2 separate regions of the Rattus norvegicus genome follow, and region 1 is linked to region 2. The links are chromatin contacts, called in public Hi-C maps. All regions are on one chromosome and are shown on one strand. The core of a region is the stretch at or near the end of the contact, and the rest is flanking DNA. Distances in the headings are between cores, read along the strand shown.

What was found. A called contact is a pair of places that touch in the nucleus more often than the background predicts.
Region 1: a Hi-C map of liver shows a contact between it and region 2, with 3 times the contacts expected there. The contact joins two enhancer-like sites. A contact is called at or near these places in 3 of 12 Hi-C or Micro-C datasets (kidney and liver).

Annotation. Positions count from the first base shown.
Region 1 is chr20:20,589,013-20,591,833 of GRCr8, forward strand. Rtkn2 (rhotekin 2) reads right to left here. Exons shown (of 12, transcript NM_001107625.2): 3 at 2,461-2,519. Among named protein-coding and RNA genes, the nearest start is that of Rtkn2, 18 kb to the right of the region's middle. Within about 2 kb of position 1,534, at least 5 of the 93 cell types and tissues checked have an H3K27ac peak or open chromatin away from gene starts, as enhancers often do. A contact at or near this core is called in liver, where this site is marked.
Region 2 is chr20:20,524,536-20,527,385 of GRCr8, forward strand. No RefSeq gene overlaps it. Among named protein-coding and RNA genes, the nearest start is that of Rtkn2, 83 kb to the right of the region's middle. Within about 2 kb of position 1,491, at least 3 of the 93 cell types and tissues checked have an H3K27ac peak or open chromatin away from gene starts, as enhancers often do. A contact at or near this core is called in liver, where this site is marked.

The DNA.
Region 1 (2,821 bases), core at 284-2,783, 65 kb after region 2:
AAACCAAGGGAATAATGTCTGTGTTGGCTGTGTATTCTTCAGACAGCAAAGGATCCAGCTTCGAATGACAGAAATGCCTTCCAGATTCTGGCAAATGACCAAGTGGAATTCAGCTTACAGTGGTCCACCTTTGTTTTGTTTTTGTTTGGTTGGTTTTTTGTTGTTGTGGTTTTGTTTTGTTTTTAATGTCTCCGCTGACATTTTATGGCCAGCTAAGACAGCTCAAACAACATTGTGGCTGACCAGATGTGTCAGGTTCCAGCTACAATTTTGGCAAAAGAAAACCTAGAGACTGGGGCGATGGCTCGGAGGTTGAGCATTTGCTGCACAATGACAGTTGAGCTCGCAGAGCCAAGTACATGCCAGGTGGCTGTGACAGCCACCTGTAATTCCAGCCTCGGGGGTTCCCCAAAGAAAGTAGGCTCTAGAGACTAGGCATCGCCAGGTACCTGTGGGTTTGACTGACAGGCCCCGCCTCAAAGTAAGTAATGTGGGAGGACTGAGGATGACACAGCCTCAAACATGTACACATGTACTAACACATGTCCACATACATGCAAACATGTACACATATATGAAAAGAAAGAAAGAACAAAACACAGGAAAAGAAACCTCTGAGGTGTGTGGGTAACTGATTTGGCCCAGTCATTGAGCTGGGAGGGGAAAACACACACCAGTCACCCCACATCACCTGGTGTAGGAAGGATGGGGTGAACCTGCTATTTGTATAGTTAGGAAGATCTGGTCAGTGGAGACCTCAAAATCCAGGTCTGTCCCGTTTACAGCGCAATCTTAGAAACATTCTGAAACCTGACGGCAAAAGTGTCCAGTCAGCAGAAATCATGCTAATGACATGGGCATCCTATCTCCTGGGCTTCATTCCTTAATTTCATTTAAAAACATCTTGGGAAGAAAAAAAAAGAGCCGACCTCAGTCTCTGTACAAAGATATCTGAGATCGTGAAAAGCGGCCCTTGGCCTTACGTATGCTTTAGACCCCCTTCTTAATGCAGTAGTAGTAATAATCGCTCTCGAAACAATAACAGACGATGTTAGTCACAGAACTCACTGTGCAGGTCACCTACCTCATTCACCCACAGAGTGGTGCCTTATTAGAAGCAAGGGAGGACGGCAATACTTAAGTGGTGATGGGAAATCTCTACAATATTTAAGCTACCCGTGTTAAAATGTAGTTAAACATTGTGGAGAGGATTTTGCAAATGTCCTCCGTTCCGCCACAAAAGGACCCAGGCAAAGGCGTGGGCCTCATGTCAGTCCCAAGCACAAGACTAAGACCAGGACACAGGCCACGGCAGAGGGCACGTCGGCCACAAGCAGAAGACTGGCCATGAACGACAATAACCACAAAATAGGCAGTTCATCTACTTTTCAGAAGCGCCCCTCCCCGCCACTGAGGGCAATTTCTCTCATTTTGCCAGTGAATCAAGTAAAACTCAGTGAAACTTTCGTCCAGCTACGGCTGTGAGCGATGGGACGGGGAACAGTCCCTTGACCAGCAGGCCAGGTGACAAGATAGCAAGCGCTCTACCTCGGCAATGGGCTCACCACTGGAGGTCAGCGCAGGCCACAAGGCTGTTTCCAGGATGTGGCTTCCGATATCAGCAAGCAAGCCAGCTGGTGTTAATGGGGGGGGGGGGGCATCTCTACGCCACCTCTTGTGTGGAGAGGGTGGGGGGTGCTGCCCGGTTTTTTTGTTTGTTTGTTTGTTTTGAGAAACCGAGACTGACTGCCCCAGCGCCATCTAGTGGCAAGGTGCCTCCTCGCTCTGCCGACAGGAGACACCATTCCAGCCGGAGCAAGGATGGGAGGGAAATGGGGGAAATGCTACAATTTCACAACCCAATTAGGTGTCTCAATCAGGGCCTCTGTTGACAAGAGAAGGGGCAAAAAAATCTGCCTAAATCACGTGGCTTGTGTAATGGAAGACAGAGCCAGGAAAAGAATTAGGCAGAATGCGAAACTTGGCGGGGTTGGGGCAGTTTGCTTTTGATTGGCAGTGGTCAGTCGTCTCCCTCATATTCACCGAGCAACCACCAGGAGCCAAGCCCAGTGACAGTGGCTTGGTACAATGCGATAAACAGAGCAAACGTGGGCCAAGCCGCCCATGGAACGTGCAGCTTGGACAATTTTTATAAACAGGAACAGCAGGGAGAGAAAGCTCCAGGGTTTGCAGTGCAACTCCAGCACTCACCAGCAAGCAGGTGACTTGAACCCACCTTCCTCACACCCCACGGCCCAAACAGAAGACAAACTGGCACAATGTGTGTAGCATATGACATTAGCGTTTCCCTAATCCACAAAGTCCCATGCAGTTGTGGAACAGAATGATTAAAAAGTTAGAATAAATAATCCGATGCTGGAAATACAGAATGCGCAGGGCCAGCAACGCTCGTCAGTCCTAAACATATTCGGGGACCCGTGGTGACACACCTCAGCGTACCTGACAGAGCGATCTTCCCTCTGCAGGGTTCTTGTTCTTTAGTTTCTAAACTCGCATCCCTGTCAAGAGAAAAACACAACAGGTCTTTCGAAAACAGCTGAGCTTTAAAATAAAGAGGTAGCTATGGATACTAAGGACTAGTGTGAGGTCTTGGTCAGGACTTGGTCAGGCAGCCGCTAGCTAGCTTTCAGGGAGATAGAGAGACACCCTCTTTTGAGTTCACGTGAACTATTAATATTGCCTAATAACGTGTACTGGTTACGCTATGATGTCCAACTTCTCACAAAGCTTGGAGTTCATCAGCTGCACTGGCCTAGAAGAGTCAGGTGTTGTCCAGCCAATCTGTGGGCTGCTATTCCTA
Region 2 (2,850 bases), core at 241-2,740:
ATTTTTTAGCTATAGAGGATTCCAATGGAAACCCACTCTAGCCGAATGTACTGGGTCCTCTCTTAGAGCTCGCATGTGAGTTGGGCCCCTACTGGAGTCAAGGATATGAGATCTCTGGGATGCGAGTGGTGTGTGTTTTCTCTCTGACTCTCGGGGCTCCCCTCTCACATATCCGCTTTCTTCTCTTCTCATCTGAAAACCAACATTTACTCCTTGTTCTTCCTGACAGTGGGATTTTAAGCCCTTTCTGGTACACGTGGAGTGACAGCAATCTTCCCTACTCAAATCGACAGAGAAAATAGGTAAGTCTCGGTGGAGTCAAAATCAACTTTCCAAACTCCATTGACCCTTTGGCCCCACCACACACCCATCTAAGAAGAAGCAAAGGATCATGGTCTAGGAAAATAACAACTATCAAGGACAGAAGGGCTGCTGGGAATCAGGGAGGCAGACTTAGGGTGTCTGAGAAATGGGAAATAGCAGCTCCTTAAAACATTGTTCCCAGGATTCCTTTGAGGGTCCCCAGAGAATGTTTGTTCATTTGGCGAATAGCTGTCAACAATTTACTGTATTAGAAACTGAAACAAAGATATCTAAAAATATTTTTAACTCACTTTAAAGAAATATAAAAAACAACTCCCTTTGGGACTGGAGAGACGGCTGAGCAGTTAGGAGCTCATACTGTTCTTGCAAAGGATCAGATTTTGGTTTCCAGCACCCACTTCGGGCAGTTTGCAACTTCCTGGGACTCCAGAAGAGATCTGGTGCCCCTTCTGGACTCTATGGGTACTGCACCCATGTGCTCCTACTCATACACGGACAAACATGTATTTAAAAATAAAACGATCTTTAAAAACAACAACAACAAAAACCCCACCCCTATGCTATGTTAATGTTGCAACATGTCTTAAAATTAAAATGAAATGCCAAAACCATAACTTGGAAATATGTGAGAAGAATAACATCATTGTATGTCTGTCTATATTTTACAAATCTTTTTAATGTATGGCTTGATTAAAAATAAACAACAGGCAGATTCTCAGTGTCTGATTTTGCACTTAATCTGTTGCGGTAAGCTGACTTGGCTGAAGTCCATGTGGAGCAGAGGCCTTACCCAGCTTTGTGCTTAAAAGGGGGAGAGGGCTCTTTAGTAGCCTGGTCCTGTGACATGTCCATTGCTTTTGGTCATAATCCAAAAGCTGACAAGGGGTGGTGGTTGCAGTGCGGTCACGTTCATGAACAGTTTGTCCTGTCACAATAGTATCCAAGACTCTCTCTTGAACTTTTGCATCATGTAGCATTTTGTAACTTCATGTACGGGCAATCTGGAGCATGTGATTGGCTGACACGGGATTTTGCAAAGATTGGAACATTTCATCAGGCAGTACAAAGAATCAAATTTTGCAATCTCGCTGCCACTCACTGGAGGAGCTGTAAACACCGGGAAGCCTCTTGTGGCAGGTGACAGAGTAGGCTTTCCAAAGTCTCCGGTTTTCCTGGAAGGCTTCCGTTCTCCCACTAGCAACAAAGACTCTCGGCTGTGTCTCTTGCTGACAGATTGACCTGGTTGGTTCAGTTTGGGGAAAACTGTAGGCTAAACCTACGAGTTGTTTACTCATGTAGTAAAGACAAAAGCAAGAGGCTGGCTGGACTCGATGCTCAAATAACCATATAACACTCATCTTGCTTCGGTTTATGCCTCCTCTTTTATCACACAGAAAAACATGATAGTAATCAAGGGCCAATGCTTAATAAAATTGGTAATTGCTACCTGCACCCTAGGGATATTAAACGAGTCAAAACCTCTCCCTTCTCCCTCCTCCTCTCCCCTCTTTTCCCTTTCTCCCTCTCTTTATTCCCCCATTTCTGTCTCTCCCCCTCCCTTCTCCTTTCTCTCCTCTCCCCTCTTTCCCCTCCCCTAATGCCTTTCCTCTCCTTTAAATGATCCAGGTTAAGAAATTCAGTGCCGGGGTTGGGGATTTAGCTCAGTGGTAGAGCACTTGCCTAGCAAGCGCAAGGCCCTGGGTTCGGTCCTCAGCTCCGAAAAAAAAAGAAAAGTTAAAAAAATAAAAAAATAAAAATAAAAAAATAAAAATAAAAATAAATTAAAAAAAAAAAAAAGAAATACAGTGCCATTAGGAAAGTCTGGTGCCCACTAAGCCACCAACAATTGTGTCCCACACCTTCCCCCGGCCCTCCTGAGGACAAATGTTACCCCAGTGATGAAGCAAGGTATCTTTTTAAAAAAAAAAAGATTATTTTATGTATATGAGTACACTGTAGCTGTCTTCGGACACACCAGAAGAGAGCATTGGATCTCATGACAGATGGTTGTGAGCCACCATGTGGCTGCTGGGAATTGAGTTCAGGACCTCTGGAAGAGCAGTCAGTGCTCTTAACGGCTGTCCCAGAGTATCTTTTTAGCATTCCTGTTATATCATTTTGCCTACACATATTGTCAAAGGTCACACCCACCACCACCAAAAGCTGAGGCCCACCTTGACAGTCACTTGTAAACACACATTATTACAAACTGAAATGATCCCCAAAACCCAAATCTGATTATTTATTCTGATCGCTTGTCAAAAGGAAAGCAATAATACATCGTAAAAAAAAAGTATCAGATTTTTTTAAAAGTTATGAATAAATTACATCTTCCTAATAAAAGTCTGGGGTGGGGGGTTAAAAGTCAGAAAACCTGAAAGACAGCAGAGTTAAATATAACATCTAATGGAAGAATATTTAGAACAGTAAATGCTGTGGTTTTTTTTTTTTTTTTATTGACCAATGAATTAGCAGGAACTGGGGGCTACTTCCTGAGCTTCTGAGGCATGGTGATTCTCCAAATCA